Linked DNA regions of Mus musculus: all the other regions are linked to region 1. Evidence: chromatin contacts called from public ChIA-PET and capture Hi-C data. All regions are on one chromosome and are shown on one strand. Each heading gives the region's core, a stretch centred on a gene start, on an enhancer-like site or on the middle of the called end of the contact. The rest is flanking DNA. Distances are from core to core; before and after follow the strand shown. Region 1 has its middle 7.6 kb from the start of Gm51649. Region 2 has its middle 3.7 kb from the start of Gm5532. Region 3 holds the start of Xpr1 (xenotropic and polytropic retrovirus receptor 1).

Evidence for each region. ChIA-PET counts read pairs in DNA pulled down with a chosen protein or histone mark. Capture Hi-C pulls out chosen DNA fragments and counts their contacts.
Region 2: a contact with region 1 is called in a capture Hi-C map of embryonic stem cells, with 4 times the contacts expected there. The contact joins two enhancer-like sites. A contact is called at or near these places in 2 of 15 datasets of contacts at CTCF or cohesin (embryonic stem cells and large pre-B cells), 26 of 484 Hi-C or Micro-C datasets (B cells, CD4 T cells, CD8 T cells and 13 more), 3 of 115 datasets of contacts at active chromatin or transcription factors (astrocytes, kidney and large pre-B cells) and 1 of 9 other capture datasets (embryonic stem cells).
Region 3: a contact with region 1 is called in an RNA polymerase II ChIA-PET map of memory CD8 T cells, with 5 read pairs. The contact joins the promoter of Xpr1 here to the enhancer-like site in region 1. A contact is called at or near these places in 4 of 39 promoter capture datasets (the C10 cell line, hippocampal neurons and pre-B cells), 1 of 15 datasets of contacts at CTCF or cohesin (large pre-B cells), 1 of 484 Hi-C or Micro-C datasets (CD4 T cells), 1 of 115 datasets of contacts at active chromatin or transcription factors (memory CD8 T cells) and 1 of 9 other capture datasets (liver).

What each region holds. Positions count from the first base shown.
Region 1 is chr1:154,793,266-154,795,838 of GRCm38.p6, reverse strand. It overlaps a transcript of Cacna1e not described here. Among named protein-coding and RNA genes, the nearest start is that of Gm51649, 7.6 kb to the right of the region's middle. Within about 2 kb of position 1,273, at least 46 of the 459 cell types and tissues checked have an H3K27ac peak or open chromatin away from gene starts, as enhancers often do. A contact at or near this core is called in memory CD8 T cells, where this site is marked.
Region 2 is chr1:155,529,565-155,532,137 of GRCm38.p6, reverse strand. No RefSeq gene overlaps it. Among named protein-coding and RNA genes, the nearest start is that of Gm5532, 3.7 kb to the right of the region's middle. Within about 2 kb of position 1,292, at least 34 of the 459 cell types and tissues checked have an H3K27ac peak or open chromatin away from gene starts, as enhancers often do.
Region 3 is chr1:155,416,167-155,418,739 of GRCm38.p6, reverse strand. Xpr1 (xenotropic and polytropic retrovirus receptor 1) reads left to right here and starts at 1,296. Exons shown (of 15, transcript NM_011273.2): 1 at 1,296-1,574. The coding sequence starts at 1,506.

The DNA of each region.
Region 1 (2,573 bases), core at 24-2,523:
CTGACTTGGTGCTCGAGGAGCCAAGAGTTTTTCATCTTGAACTGAAGTCAGCCAGGAGGAAGCTCTTTTCCACATTGGGTGGAGCTTGAGCACTAGGCTCCTTGAAAGCCCACCTATACAGTGGCTCACTTCCTCCAACAAGGCCACACCCACTCCAACAAGGCCACACCTCCTGACAGAGCCATTTCCCATGAGGCCAAGCATATTTGAACTACCACAGTCTCACTGCATCTGCATCAAAACTTTTTTGCTACCCTCATGAATCAGGGGTTAGCCAAGGTAGAGGATGCTTGATGCTTCCCACGTTGGTGTCTAGTCTAGCTGGTTAGGGTTGGTCCGTGTTCACTGAAGCGTCACCATCACCACGATCCCTCCCTAGGATTCGGCCTCCACTGTGTTGCTCCTTTGTTGCTTCAACAGGCTGGTCTCCCAGATCTCCAACTCCGCCTTTATCCTACTTGGCATGTCCACATGCGCTCACATATCTGAACATTTCTATGAAAACCCCTACCAGCCATACTGACTGTGGTCAGAAACACAACTACCGCCTCAAGTCACTCTTTCAATTTGCTCAGAAGTCTTTTTTTTTTCTTTTCGAGACAGTGTTTCTCTGTATAGCCTTGGCTGTCCTGGAGCTCACTTTGTAGACCAGGCTGGCCTCGAACTCAGAAATCCGCCTGCCTCTGCCTCCTGAGTGCTGGGATTAAAGGTATATGCCACCACTCCCGGCAAACGTCTTATTACATTGTACTTCCATATTCATTATCGCACTCTTGGGGGTAACATTTCGTTCTCAAACCCCACCATCTCCTTCAGCCCACCCGAGCTCATGCCTGGAGCTGCCTTCCTTCTTCACTGGGAAAACAGCAGTCACCAGAGGGGCATGTGTGACTCCCTTCTACAGCTCACCTCTGCATCTGCCCCAGAACCAGCTTTTTCCTTCTGTTACTGGGGCCTGACTGTTCCTCAAGATTCTTGGGGGAGTCTCATGCCTGGGTAGAGGAAGTCGAGTCCTCTTGTCTACTTCCTGTTTCCCATGCGTGTTCTCACTAGTTCCTTTTGAAGTCATTTCAACGTGACCTTCATCCTGTTCCTGGGTTACCTTGGTTCCCCCATTGACAATTTGATAGATGGTCTTCTGTGCCCATTTTGAGGGATGTCTAGCAGCAGGCGTGGTGGCCGTAATATTTTACTGCTGCCTCTTCCTGCCCCACCCCCGATGGTTGTTGTGAAACCACAATGATTCTCCACTTCCTCGCTGCTGCCCACCACCTCTCTTCCTGGTTCCCTTCCCCTTTCCCTGAGCAGTAGCTCTCTAGCGTCTGTTCTCTTCCCAGCACTGTTTATTTCCTAGCGCTCTCACTCAACTCCAGCCAGCGAGATGCCATCACATGTTGGTAACTCACACCTTTGTATCTCCATGGCATTTTCCCTTAATTTTAGACACACCCTACTCACCTCTTAGCGCCTTCAATTGTGTGTCCTTAGGCATCTTTAGCTTAACACTTCTAACACACAAAAAAAGTGTTTTTCTCTCAGGTCAACCTTTCCTGCTGCTTTCCTTTTCTCAGTAAATGGTACCTATGATCTGTTGGGTACTCTGATACAGGCACCTGTGACCTGTTGGGGACTGTGGTACCTATGACCTGTTGGGTATTGTGGCACCTATGACCTGTTGGGTACTGTGGTACCTATGACCTGTTAGGGACTATGGCACCTATGACCTGTTGGGTACTGTGGTACCTAAGACCAGTTAGGGACTGTGGTACCTATGACCTGTTGGGTATTGTGGCACCTATGACCTGTTGGGTACTGTGGTACCTATGACCTGTTAGGGACTATGGCACCTATGACCTGTTGGGGACTATGGTACCTATGACCAGTTAGGGACTGTTATACCTATGACCTGTTGGATATTGTGGTACCTGTGACCTGTTGGGTACTGTGGTACCTAAGACCAGTTAGGGACTGTGGTACCTATGACCTGTTGGGTATTGTGGCACCTATGACCTGTTGGGGACTGTGGTACCTATGACCAGTTAGGGACTATGGTACCTATGACCTGTTGGGTACTATGGCCAGAGATGTTGAAGCCACTTCCTTTTTCACACCAACACCTGGCTCTTGCCAGTCCCCCTTGGCTCTCCTTTTAAAAATGTATCTGCTCACCTTTATCTGCTCTGCCATGAGCTCCTGGCTCCAAGACACATTTTATTTCTGTTCAAGGACAGGTATATGTGTTTGTGTGTATATGTGTGTTTTTATGTGTGCATGTGTATGTTTGTGTGTATATATGTGTGTTTATATGTGTATGTGTGTGTTTGTGTGTCTCTGTGTATGTATGTGTATGTACTTGTGTATGTGTATACATATGTACGTGTTTGTGTGTGTATGTGTATATGCATAACCTCCGCTGTTGTAAATTTAATATTAAATGTATCACAATTACAACTTTTTCATCAGTGAAATAATAAGGTTGCTGATAACAAAATAAATAAGTAAATAAGTAAATAAAGGGACGCTCGTGGTTGTTACTAGGTACCTGGCACTCTTCTTCTGAATGTGAGTTTATT
Region 2 (2,573 bases), core at 43-2,542, 740 kb before region 1:
TGTTGGGCTGTCCTCAGAATGGACACATTCCTTGTTGTGAGCTGAACTGCATCTCTTCAAAAAAAAAAAGATAAGTAAAAATCCTAGTACTTCAGAATGCGGCCTTGGTAGGAAGTAGTGCCGTTGAAGATGTTAAAGTGAAGTTATTCTGGATTAGAGCGACTCTAATCCAAGTATGGCCAGGCGACATATAGAGAAAAAAGCAGGTGACCATCCATCGGCCTTTGGGATAGCAAGCTAGGGAATGCTAACAAATGTTGTCAAAACAGCAGTGGCTGGAAGAAGCAATGGACGATTTCCTTCTGTTGGTTATAAGGTGTCTCAGCTCCACCTCCACCTTGATTCTGGAGTTCTAACTGCCAGGACTGTGAGGCAGTTTCTGTTGTTCAAAGCTATTCAGTTTGTGTCGTGTGTCCCACCCTTGGGACAGTAGTCATCTTCGTCCCACATGTTCTGCTGCCTCTGTCTGGCTCACTCCCGGGGTTCATCAGAGAACATCTCCATCAGGATATACTGAAAGCAGCTCTTCTTGGGGTAGAACCTGTAAATCCAATCCAAATATTAGCCGGGCTGGTTCCTTTTGCCTTCCACTGCACCTGTGTCTGCTATGAGGCAGGACAGGGATAAACAGTGGGGGGACTCTGAAGGGGTTGACACAAAGAGATCGATGGTTAATTATAAAGAGTAAAATGATCATTAGAGGAAAAGCACAAAGAACATGAGACCTAAAAAGAAAAAAAGGAAACGGAGCCCGGGAGCGAAAAGTAGGATGACAAGAAAACGTGGCAGACTCGGAAGGGGCTGCACTCACCGTTAGCAGAGGCCATTTCTGGGCTCCCTGGCAAACAAGCTTCCTCCACATGCTTATGAGACAAGGGGGGGGGGTGAGGGGGAAAGGCTGGGTGCAGTGGGAGCAACTAATAATTAAAGCCAGAGCCCTAAGTGAGCTGGTAGTTGCCCTTGATTGCAAAGAAGGTCTGGGAAGGTATTCGGGAAGGTTATGCTGAGCAGGGTGACATCATGAAGAACAGCTTCGAGTAATGCTGAAAAAAAAAAGCAAGCCTGTGTTAGAACAAGCTTGGACAAAGAGAAAGTGAAAGAAAGAAAGGAAAAAGGAAGAGAGAAAGGCTGGAAGCAGGCTAGAAGGAGGTCTTCCTCAGAGACCCGTTATTCTCGTTATTCTCCTGTGCCCTTTGGTTCCCATTGATTTCGTGATAAATTATGCATGACCATCTCCACTGGCATTCGGACCCGGCAGTGAGAAATGATGGATGTTCTGGTGACCCGCGTAATTTGTTTGGGTTCAAAACAATTGTCTCAGCCTGTTGCTGAAATCGCTTTCACCGTCTCTACCCACAGTTGAAGGGCTGAGCGGGGCCCAGAGGAAGGAGTGACGGCTGAGATTTCAGCACATAGCTCCAGTGGAGCACCTGCCACTACACAGAACACAGAGCTACAAAGCTTTAGTCATCTTTATCAGAGAAGAGTGAGCAGCACTCAGTTCAATCACATCCGGTAGAAGAGATGAACCAGACACACACCGGGTCCTCTGGAGTGGGAGAGAAGAAATGAGGTAGGCTTACTGAGGGAAAGGAACAGAAAGCAAGGCCTGGTCTGAGCCTACCAGCTCTGCTGGCCCTTCTCTGTGGAGGGCTGGGTCGGGCAGCAACAGAGCAGGAGGCTGGGAAGGACGGGGAAGCAAACATGGCCACTAGACAGCCATCACAAGCCATCATGGACTCTGGGCACCAGCAATCAGGCCTCCAAAATCTGAGGGCAAGAAGAAGGTTTAATCACTCACAAAAGTATTGAAAAGAGAAGTTGTTGGCATTTGTATTTGTCTTCTGGTTTTCTGAACATACATGTAATAGTTTCCACGTCCCCCAGTGTCTGGCGTGTCACAGGTTTTGCCTAGCTCTAGAAGGCTGAGGCAGAGAAAAGTTAGGGGCCCTGTCCAAATGCATGCTTAGGTCCCTTCCAACATAGACAGAAGTTGAGCTAGAGAATTAGAATTAGGGAGGGGGAAGAGTAGAAAGAGGACAGGAAAGCTGAGAAGAACAAACATTCGCAAATGAACAAGCAGGAGACGGCCGAAGAAACTCTAGATGCGTCAGACAGGTTTCTGCCCTTGAAGGGCTTCTGTAAGAGGCGGGAAAAGATGAGAGGCAGTAGTTCAAATCTTGCCACTGGCAGAATGTAGAGGGAATCTCTTGTGTACGGTATGGAACTGGGGTACGGCGGAATAGCCCGAGGTGACAGCAGAAGGGGTCACAACCCAGTGTGGAGACCCAGTGTTGCCACCTGACGTGATCTGGGCCTGAGAAGAACAGGGGTCTGGACTCCGGCATAGGAAGCCTGTGTGTAAGGGCACTGCCCTAAAACGGAGCCAAATCTGAGGCAGTAGCTGCACTTGCCGCAGTGGCTGGGCCGCGACTCGGTGAGTTACTCGGTGAGTGTTTGGGCTGCCCCTCCGGGAGAGTCGTTGCAGCCCGGGGCACAGAAATATTTGGAACACCTTAGAGTCTGTCCCATCTGGAGCCAGAGTACTTTTGTGCTGTTGTTAATCTGCACCC
Region 3 (2,573 bases), core at 47-2,546, 620 kb before region 1:
TTGTATGTGAGTGCAGGTAGGTGTCCTTGGGTGCCACAAACATCCCCAGAGTTGGAGTTAGAGGTGGTTATGAGCTGCTTGCTGCTTGACATGGATTCTGGGAATGAAACTTAGGTCGCTCTTCGGAGCCATCTCTCCAGCCCCCTGACGATTCTTTCACCAGAGGCTGAGGCTTCTGTTCAAACATTTGCCAGAAAGATGTGCTTTTTCTGAGCAAGCCTCATACCCTCTCTTTCTCTTGAAGAAACATTCATAAAACCTTATTAGAAAGGGGAATTTAGAGGAAGGGAAGGAGGAAAAACATATGGCGTTTTGAAGTATGTGTGTGTGTGTGTGTGTGTGTGTGTGTGTTGGGAAGTCAACAGGGATCTATATTGTCACAGGTACAATACTTCCTTAGCAAACCTTTGAGTCTCATCAAAGTTGTAAGAGTTAAAGAGGATAAAGTTACATGTAAGGAGTTTAGAACAGTGCTTGGTACAGGGACAAGAATAGACACACTTAAAAAGAGAGTCAGCTACTATGTTATCCAGGGCTCCACCATCCAAGGTGAGACCTGGGCTTTTCCCTCAGATAAGTCCTTCAGGGCAGTCACTCTCACATGGAATATGGTACTTTGCTGCCTCTGTGGTATCTTTCCAGAGGTCAGCCTGGATACAGGACTGTCACACAGGGACTGGGTGAGGAGAGGATTCTCTTTCTTCTCAGCATTGTTTTCCCTCTCAAGTTTGCCCCCCACTCCCAGTCAGCTGTATCACAAAGTGTCAATCCTGGTTTGTATCTAGATGTTTTGGCCTTTCTGGTAGCACTAGGACTAATTAGACAATTACATTGAGATACAGAAGCAGCACAAACTTTCTGGCACTGACATTTTAAATTGAAAGCAAGCATTTATTGAGCATCTACAGCATGCAAATACAGTTCCCTTAAATACAATTGGCTCTTAACTGTTTCAACTACTCAATTTGGACCACTGCTGATTTATCTTTAAGGGTTTTATGAAGAATCAATATTAAAATGGAAATAATATTTGCACAGTTCTCTGCAAATATCAGCGTCTTGTGTGGATTATTGTTGCTCCAGTACCAATATTAATTGCAGTAGCAACATTGTTGTTTTTCCCAGGCAGAGTGTAGAAAGCAGCTGTAGGCAGACTGGAGGCAGGCGGAAGAGGTCAGGGGAGGTGCCTTCCCACGTCCGGCCCAAAGGGGCGGAGCAAGAAGGAAAGCCCCTGAGGCCACGCCCCACCCCGCCCCCTCCGTCGGAGCGGCGTAGGCGGTTACCATGGCGATGACGTCTAGAGGGCGGGGCGGGGCGGGGCTATGGAGAGGAGGAGGAAGATGGCGGGAGGGCGGCTCTGAGGAGACCTCGGCGGCGGCGGAGGAGGAGAGAAGCGCAGCTTCGCGCAGCGCCGGGGCCCATGTGGGGAGGAGTCGGAGTCGCTGTTGCCGCCGCCGCCGCCTGTAGCTGCCAGAGCCGGGTGGGAGTGAGGGGGACGCGGCAGGATGAAGTTCGCCGAGCACCTCTCCGCGCACATCACTCCCGAGTGGAGGAAGCAGTACATCCAGTATGAGGTACCTGGGGCTGCTGTGGTTGGGGCGGGCTCGGAGGGGCTGTCATCTCCCTAGCTGCGACCTCCGCCGCTGCCTTGAGCTCCCCGGCCCGGGCGGACTTTGACCCACCGCCGCGGGGAGCCACTGCGGCATCCCCGGCGCTGCTGGCCCCCGGCGGCCAGGCCGTCCTTCCCCTCCCCCGCAGCCCTCTGCCGCCGGGGTAACGGATATGCAGGCGGCGGCGAGAGGAAGGGCACTGCCGGGCTGGGGCTGGGGAATGGTGGTGGGAGGCCAAGCCGCAGGTGCGACGGCGGCCCGGGGTCGCGGCGGTTCGGCGCCACCCCCTCCCCACTCACCCTGACCTCCGGTCCCCACCGCCAGAGATCACCCCCTCTGCCAAGGTTAGGTGCTTCTCGCTGCTCACCTCTCGCCAGAGAATCGAGCTCTTGCAAGATAAACCCCTCCAGCGATTGCCTTCAGTCCACCCAGCCCCGTCGGCTTACCTCCACTTGCTCACTGTTGACAAAGGCTTTGTAACAGGATTGAAACTTGGTGAAATGTGTATCGCCTAATGCAGTGGTTATAGTTTTCAAAAGCATTGAGCCAATAGTTCTGTTTTGATAAGGAGACGGTTGTCTCTGTCTTTGTACTGACTGCACGAACTATACAGAATAATCACATCTTTGGCTTTTCACTCTTCTCTGGTTTTGGAATGGAGGGAAGAGAAAGGAGGGAAGAGAATTATTTAAAATTTCAGGTTTTCTGCTAAGTTTTTGGTAGGGAGAAAAATCACTGTATTGTGAATACAGTACCTTACTTGTGTATTGCACGAGACATGTTCCTCCTTTCAGTTTCTTCCTCTTGCAAGGCTTTTGGAGGGTTTTTAAATACATGTTTTAAGGAACCTTGCATCAATATTGGGAAAAGTAAAGACAGTGCAAACCACTCATATACTTAAAAGGTAGGATACCTGAAAGGCATTTATTTATTTATTTATTTATTTATTTATTTATTTATTTA